Linked DNA regions of Mus musculus: region 2 is linked to region 1. Evidence: chromatin contacts called from public ChIA-PET data. All regions are on one chromosome and are shown on one strand. Each heading gives the region's core, a stretch centred on a gene start, on an enhancer-like site or on the middle of the called end of the contact. The rest is flanking DNA. Distances are from core to core; before and after follow the strand shown. Region 1 overlaps Map4k4 (mitogen-activated protein kinase kinase kinase kinase 4). Region 2 overlaps Il18rap (interleukin 18 receptor accessory protein).

Evidence for each region. ChIA-PET counts read pairs in DNA pulled down with a chosen protein or histone mark.
Region 2: an RNA polymerase II ChIA-PET map of memory CD8 T cells shows a contact between it and region 1, with 9 read pairs. The contact joins two enhancer-like sites. A contact is called at or near these places in 8 of 39 promoter capture datasets (the 3T3-L1 cell line, 3T3-L1-derived adipocytes, the HPC-7 cell line and 4 more) and 1 of 115 datasets of contacts at active chromatin or transcription factors (memory CD8 T cells).

The regions. Positions count from the first base shown.
Region 1 is chr1:39,916,178-39,920,081 of GRCm38.p6, reverse strand. All of the region lies in intron 2 of Map4k4 (mitogen-activated protein kinase kinase kinase kinase 4), which reads right to left. Among named protein-coding and RNA genes, the nearest start is that of Map4k4, 17 kb to the right of the region's middle. Within about 2 kb of position 1,996, at least 69 of the 459 cell types and tissues checked have an H3K27ac peak or open chromatin away from gene starts, as enhancers often do. A contact at or near this core is called in memory CD8 T cells, where this site is marked.
Region 2 is chr1:40,540,674-40,544,577 of GRCm38.p6, reverse strand. Il18rap (interleukin 18 receptor accessory protein) reads right to left here. Exons shown (of 13, transcript NM_010553.4): 10 at 2,540-2,691; 11 at 1,451-1,588. Among named protein-coding and RNA genes, the nearest start is that of Il18rap, 27 kb to the right of the region's middle. Within about 2 kb of position 2,242, at least 22 of the 459 cell types and tissues checked have an H3K27ac peak or open chromatin away from gene starts, as enhancers often do. A contact at or near this core is called in memory CD8 T cells, where this site is marked.

The DNA.
Region 1 (3,904 bases), core at 747-3,246:
ATTTATAAGATTGTTAAGATCTTGAAATGGCTGGCATTATCAAATTATTCTTTGGAGTATACATAGAGCAAGCAGTACTTAGCAATGTTTCTAGAGGCCCCCTTACAAAAGTATAGTAGTCTGCTATATAACAGAGTATCTGCAAAAGGGGAGAAATACTCATGTTGAGAGGAATAAGTACCAAACAGAAAAGTTCGTAGCAACTGCTATGCAATGTTCCTAAAAAAAAAAAATTGTGTCGTGTGTCAAGGTCCGCTGCCAGTAAAAAGATAGGCAGAATCAGCAGGCTCTTGGATGAACTATTCCGGAAGAAAGCTCCCACTTCCTAATTTCAAATTAAGGTACAGGAATCAAGATGTTGTGATATCGGCCAGAGACAGACACAACAATCACTGCAGCGAAGCTCAGGAGTCCAGCAGCTCTCAGTGAGGTCTACAAGTGTGTTAAAATAACTGGTAGGGTTGTGGGGGAGAGGAGGGTAGTTTAAAAGTCTTCTCAAGAAATGATGCTCAAGGAGATACTCAGGTGTAAATGGGTGAATATGTGCCCAACTTAAAGCATGCATGAGCTAACCAGCAATGAACCTAAGAGCTAAAACAACCGAACTAAGAAGAAAGCACAAGAATAAACCTTTGTAACCTTGGATTAGGAAAAGGTTCTTAGATGTGATGCCAGCATCATAAGTAAAAAAGCATACTTCTTATTTCATCAAACATTTGATATCACCAAAATGAAAAGCGGACTTGGAAAATATATACCATAAAGAAAGTGCAAATACAATCCAAGAATACACAAAGATGCTGCACATTATAGACCCAGCAGCTTGGACAAACAGAGAATACTTAGGCAGAAAATTCGTAACTCATAATATCACTCAACTTAAGCAACAGGTGAAAGACTTGAAAAACACTCCCATAAAAATACTCAAAAGGCCAAAAGCAAGTGAAGACATGCTCACTGTCATTAGTCGTCAGAGACATTCAAATCAACACCACAGGACAGATAACAACCATGCCCATTATGAAGAATGACAGCTATCACACGCATTGGCAAGGATGTAAAAAGCGTACATTCCTAAACTGCTGTGGGAGTGTCACGAAACTACCCGCTCTGCAGTTCCTCAAAAAGTCAGTTAGCACAGATTCCTACAGCCCCAAAAGTCTACACAGGAACTGCACACACATGCCCACAGCAGCGTCAACCCTAGGAGCTCAAAGGGAAACATTAGCTGATGAGCCAGTGTATGGTGAATAGCTACTCAATGGAACATGACTACACAAAGGGGGACATAAGGTACTGACACCCACTACAACATGCTTGAACCCTGAAGACATCAGGCTGAACAAAGACAGTCACTGTGTGCTTCCACTTACAGGAAATGCCTAGAGCACCTCCAGCAACAAAAGGCAGAGGGCTAAGGTGCAGCTGTCAGACACTAGAAGGACCAGGACATGGGTCTGTGTGAAGGATGTCACCAGATTGATTGGCGGTGGAACTCTGAACACACTAAAACCCAGCCAGGTCTACAGAGTGAGTTCCAAGACAGCCAGGGCTACACAGAGAAGCACTGTTACAAACAGGCAAACAAAACCTAAGACAAAGCTCTTTCTAAAGTTAAGATGTCTCTTCTACATGTCACTACTACCATCAAAAACAGAGGAGTTGCTGGGCATGTTGGTGAACACCTTTAACCCCATTACCGGCAGGCAGAGCTCTGAGTTTGCATCAACGTTCCGACCAGCCAGCAGTGAGACCAGATGTGGCAAGACACACCTCACATCCCACACCCAGGAGGCTGAGAGAGGAGGAGCTCAAAGCCAAACTACACAAGATCTGACTTCAGGAGAAGGTCTGAAGAAATGGCTTGGTTAAGAGACCAGATTTCAGATCACAGCGCCCATGGAACAAGCCAGGCATCACCGCCCACATCAGCACTGTGCCGCCTCGGCACTGCGGCTTGATTCAGGGGAGACTACGCCTCAAAAGACCAGGAGGAGACTTACAGAGGTAGGCACTGATGCTATGCTCGCCTCAAACCAGCGGCTCTCAGCCTTCCTCACACTGCAACCCTTTACCACACATCCTCATTCTGCAGTGAATCGTAACATAACCATTTGATGTGCAGGAGATCTGACATGCTGAGAACCACAGCCCTACACATCTGCATCTGCATATGAACCACACACACACACACACACACCAAGTTGTTTTCAACTCGGAGAAAGGAAAAGGGGCAGAAGGGGAGACTAGGCATCACACAAGTGAAAGGCAGACTGACCCCTGACCTCTGGTTGCTAGGTCTACTGGCTCCCTTCAAACCTTCAAGCCATGACTCAAGAAGAAAGAAACCAAAGCAAAGACCAGCCTGCTCCCTCAGTGAGGAAGAGCTGAGAGGCTGGGTAGATTGAGAAACCAGAGGTAAAATTGGAATACAGAGGCTGCCCAGACATGAGGAACCCAAGGTCTAAAAGGGGGCCTGCCTGAGTTCAGCAAGTACAAATCAACACATGTATATAAGGAAACTATCTAAGGCAGAGACAAAACATGTACAGAAAAGAGATGAAGGAACAAAGCCAGTACTCGCATACTCACATACTGACTGCAGAGCTCACCAGACACTAAGCTAGTGCCAGAGACACTCACCAATGCTAAGTCCTACTAAAAAAAACAGAGAAATGGGTCCTCAATGATAAACTGGCTTTCTCCTACATAACTGAACTGTCTCTCAGACAAACTTCAAGAATACTTACAGGAATAATAATAATAATAAGAGTAACAGTAATAATAGTAATAACAACAACCACCACCACAGCACTAAAACACAGTAAAATTCATGGCAAGTGGCATCTACTGAAAGACTAACATTCTGGAAGTCGTAGCACACAGAGAACAGTAAGACTACTAAAAACTATGCAAGACTGACAGGTTAGAATAACATTGGTAAAGCAAACAATATAGCTATTTCTTATGTGCAAAAATTAGAGAAAATATAAAGCCTAAAAAATTATCAAAAAGATCCAAAATCTTTGATATACATATACATATACATACATACATATATATATATATATATATATATATATATTTTATACACACAGACACACACGTATACACACACTAATGTCCGAGATTAAGAAAAAACTAGATGAGACTACTAGCAAACACACCCATGGACGTAAGAACACAAGGCAGGTGCCAGAGATGCCTCAGTGGCTCAGAAGTGCACAGATATGGCCCTTGCAGAAGACCCAAGTTTGGTTCCCAGCACTCAGATTAGATAGCTTAACAAGCTGTCTTCGGTGGCCTCTGAAGGCACCAAACTCACATGCACATATCCACAAATACAAACATACACAGGGTTTTGTAAAACAAGTCCTAAGGGGGTGGGGTGGGGGTGGCCATGAAGCCTGAGCAACAGTGACCATCCTAAATGAAGCCCTGAAAGAGCCTGAGGAAACAACTTGGAGGGTGGGTGGGTGGGCAAGCAAGCTGCTGCAGGCAGATCTGGGGCTCATATCCACATCAGGAGTCCCAAGCCTAGGAACCAGGGAGGGGAAACAGGACAAAACCAGTTGTCTGAACCCAGTAAATCCACAGACAAATCCACAGGTACAAGAAGCATGCATATATAAGGGATGACCCTGTATGGCAGCCCAGAGGCTACTATGTGAAGCTGAAGTGAACCCTGATTTCATCAGAGACCCCAAGATGTTGGTGATGGCAGAGTTGTGGGATGACTGCCAAGAAGAACTGCAAACCAGGAACAGAAACAACCCAAGAGAAAGGCATGTGTTGCAGTCAACAAAGCTAAAAGGAGTTGGAGATCTGAAGACTTTTGACATCAGACATGGAGATGCAGAGATTGGAGCCTGCCCAGCTGGTCTCCAGTCGTACTTACGCACGC
Region 2 (3,904 bases), core at 993-3,492, 620 kb before region 1:
TTCTTAGCTTGGTTCAGGTGTGTGTGTGTGTGTGTGTGTGTGTGTGTGTGTGTGTGTGTGTGTGTGTGTGTGTTTGTGTGTGTTTGTGGGGGCGGGGAACTGAACTCAGACCTGAAACACTTCTTACTTTCTTTTCTTGGTGCCGTAATTTCAGCCTGCAAAAGCCACTGGCCTCAGAGGACCCTCCCAGTGAAGGTGCTTACACGGCAGGCAGACCTTCTGCTCCAAGCAGTAAAGTCAGTCACTGACACTGCAAATACACTGACCTGAGACTTGCTGAAGCCAGCAAAGCTTAAAGCAGCATTCTAGCCCATACAACATGATGGGTATTGCAACCATGTCTTGTGGGTGAATTAACAGAAGTGTCATTGGTAATAATAGGACTTGTAATTTGTGCAACTTACACTTGTTTGGGACAAATCCCTGACCTGGCATGCCTTGTTTTCATGTGGTAATAACCCAGGTGATGGGTTTCCTAAAACCAGACTTAAAGATTCAAAGTTAAGACACAGCCTCTTTGGGTGGTCTCATACGAAGATTATGGCTTCATCTTTCTCTGTCTAAGGGGACTGTGAAGATGGCAATAGTCAATACTCTGACTGGGCATATGACCCATCCTCAAGTGACATTCATCGCAGACCATACTGAGTTTCTATATACTTAGGTACCAGTCTAAAGGCAAACCAGGTCTAGCCTCAGTGAGCTCACATACTGTCCTCTGCCTGCTGCTGCGACAGTCCTGTTTTATGAATGAGGAGAGCGGTATATAAAGCTGCCACTTGCTGAATCACCCCAGATTGGTTAGCAAAGAGAATATTTCTAAGTCCCATAAATCCCACAAAAGTATCTTCTACAAGGTTCCTGGTAACTAGAATGAGCTAGAATTGTTTCTTCAGTCTTTCCTGGTGTAAAGCCAGAGCAAAAGGAGGAGAGGAAGGAGGAGGAGGAAGAAGAAGAGGAGGAGGAGGAGGAAGAGGAAGGAGGAGAAGATGAACAAGAAGAGGAGCAGGAAAATTAGAAGAAAAAAGAAGAAGAGTAAGAAAAGGGGGAGGAAAGACTAGGAGGAGGAGGAAGAAGAATTAGAAGAGGAAGAAGAAGAATAGAAAGAAGAAAAAGAAGAAGAGAAAGGTGAAGAGAAGGAGGGGGAGGAAGAAGGAGGATAAGAGGAGGAAGAAAAATTAAAAGAAAAAGAAGAGGGGGAAAAGAAGAGGAAGAAAAAGAGGAAGAGGAGGAGGAGGAAAAGAAGAAGAGGAAGGACCTAATCCTTCGAGATAAAACACTACCTATCAGGCATTAGCTACCTCTGACTTTTCTCATGGGCTCTGGCTGGCAGGAGGCATGTGAAATCACAACTAAGACAGTTCTAAGAAAAGAGAGCCAATAGATAGGGAATAACTAAGTAACAGTGTCTTGTCATTTAGACAGGGAGTGGCACACTGGGTGTTCTTACCCCCCAGAGTCTCATCTTTGTTCTTGTAGGTTCGACAGAGCAGGACAACTTCAATCCAGTACCAGTAGAGGAAAGCAGCTGCCACCAGAACGCCCACCAGCATCAAGGCCGTGCCGAGAAGGATGTATACAAACACCACTAAGGGAAACACAGAGATCTGAGCAAACACATCTAGACCAACACAGCCTATTATGTAATAGAAAGCCATGCTGCTATCTCTGTCATCTCAAGTCTGGATGGAATTTTCCACAATTAACTCTAGAGAGCCAGGTTGATGGGAAATTCCTGATGAGCTGACCTACGATGCTGAGTCATTTTACCTATTTTTGTTCCTACAAATGTCTATAGAGCTCATCTGTACCTTTCCTGTTGCCTGTTGTAAATTACATTTGCGGGTGCTCATCCCCATGGAAGTCTAAACATTCCTAGACTAGGAGTCACATCAGCACCTTGCACCCTCCATGACTCAACTTATAAATAAGGGATCTGCATAGGAAAGCTACCGTCATGGCACACTTACAGTGTCACACTATGGCCAGAGGACATTTACTCTGCTGGACTGTGTTCCAGTCATCGACTGAGCAAGTCCATGATTGGCCCAACCTCATCCCTGGACATCTTGCTAAGGATGGAACTGTTCCTCATGGGCATTTCTCAGAGTTCTTGTCATGGTCTCTGGAAGCCAGCAGGGGCAAATGGCAAAGAAAGTGATGTCTGCACACTGGGCTGTCCCAGTGGGTGGGGGTAGGTGGGGCTGGGGATTCTTGTAGGTACAAGAGGGATAAGTAGGTTAATTGAGTGCTTTAGGGAATGAGTAAGTGGGAAGGCTATATGAATGGGCAACAGCATGAACAGAAAGTCTGGGTGAGTTGAGTAATGGGTTCTTCTGCACACAAATTAGTTGTTACAAAGCTCAGGTCAAAGTCAGTTGTATGGTCATAGTCAAGGCCTTAAAGGAACTACCACGGCAAAGTGCTTTAGTGTCTGGAAAGCTTTCACAGCTAACACTGATGCTCTTTTTGGGAAAATGCCCCTTCCCCTTTCAAGAAGAACAGTTGTCAATCTCTGGGAACAAACTTCTAGGCTTACCCTCTTCCTTCTTCCTCAGCCGTATGGTCCGTGTTGTGTTCCCAATGGAGTTCTGGGCAAAGCAAACAAACTTTCTGCTGAGATCTCTCTGGGTAACTTCTCTCAAGAAGATGGTACGTTCAATGACTTCATTCTTGAAAGTGGATTGAATTCTAGAAAAGGAGGGGGAAATTCACACCCACTCAGGAAGATCAACTGCCATTCGTGAAGCTGTGCTCAGAAAGCTGACGAAGAGCCAGTAGGAATTTCTCGTAAGAAGACTGTAAAAGATCAGAGACAGACAGAGGAGGCTTGTTCTTCATCAATGGATGGAATCTGCTAAGGCTTTGCACTAAAGCACAAGTTACGTGTGGCCCTCCTCTGGACTTCACTGTAAGAGTCCCCCTTTGGGAATGAAGAATATTGATAATTTATGAACAGTCTCCCTCTGTAGACTGTTTCCTTCCCAAGCATGAAGCCCTAAATTTAATCCCCGGAGCACATGTAAAAAGCCAGGTGTGGTAGCGTGTACGTGTAATGCCAGCATTGGGAAAGCAGACAGAAGTGGATCCGTATGGCTCAGTGGCCAGACAGCCTAGTTCAGTCAGGAAGAAATTCTGCCCCCCACCCCCAACCCCAAACAAGATTAGTGAACTTTGAGGAATGAAAGATGAGATTTACCCCTAGCCTCCAAATGCAAGTACACATATGTCTACATACACCTACACACCTACACACCTACACACACACACACACACACACACACACACACACACACACATCATACCACACCACACCTAATTCCTCTTGAGGCTTGCTACCAGGTACTTGGCTGAGCACTGACTATGGACTCTTTAATCTCTTCCTTCCTCACAACACAAACTCTAAGGAGTCAGGATATGAACATCCTGACTTGGTAGTGTCAGGGGCAAAGTTCAGTGGAGGAAGAGTGGTGCTGGCCACAGTAGTGACATCATCATTACTGTGTGACTTTAGTATGTCCCACCTCCAGCCTGGCACCCAGATCTCTGACCCACCCAGAAAACTGACTTTCTGCATTTACTTAGTTCCCATTTTCTATGTCTGCATCATTCAGTGGTCACATTAAGGGACCATGTTCAGATGGGTCATGCCGCTGTGAGCCTACAATCAGTCCACAGAAGTTTTCTGCTTGCCACACATTCTGAGGTACATGTGGCTTCTACCTCATCTGTCCCTTATGGTGACCTTGAGAAATGAGGTTTTCTGTCATATACCTAGGAGATGGGGCCTCCCTCACAGAAGGCCAGAGTCACCTCGCCACTCCTGGAAAGCAGACTAAAATCCACAGGTGGGGTGGCTTGAGAATCTGGGCTCTGCCTCACTTCTCCTACGTAGAGTCTCATG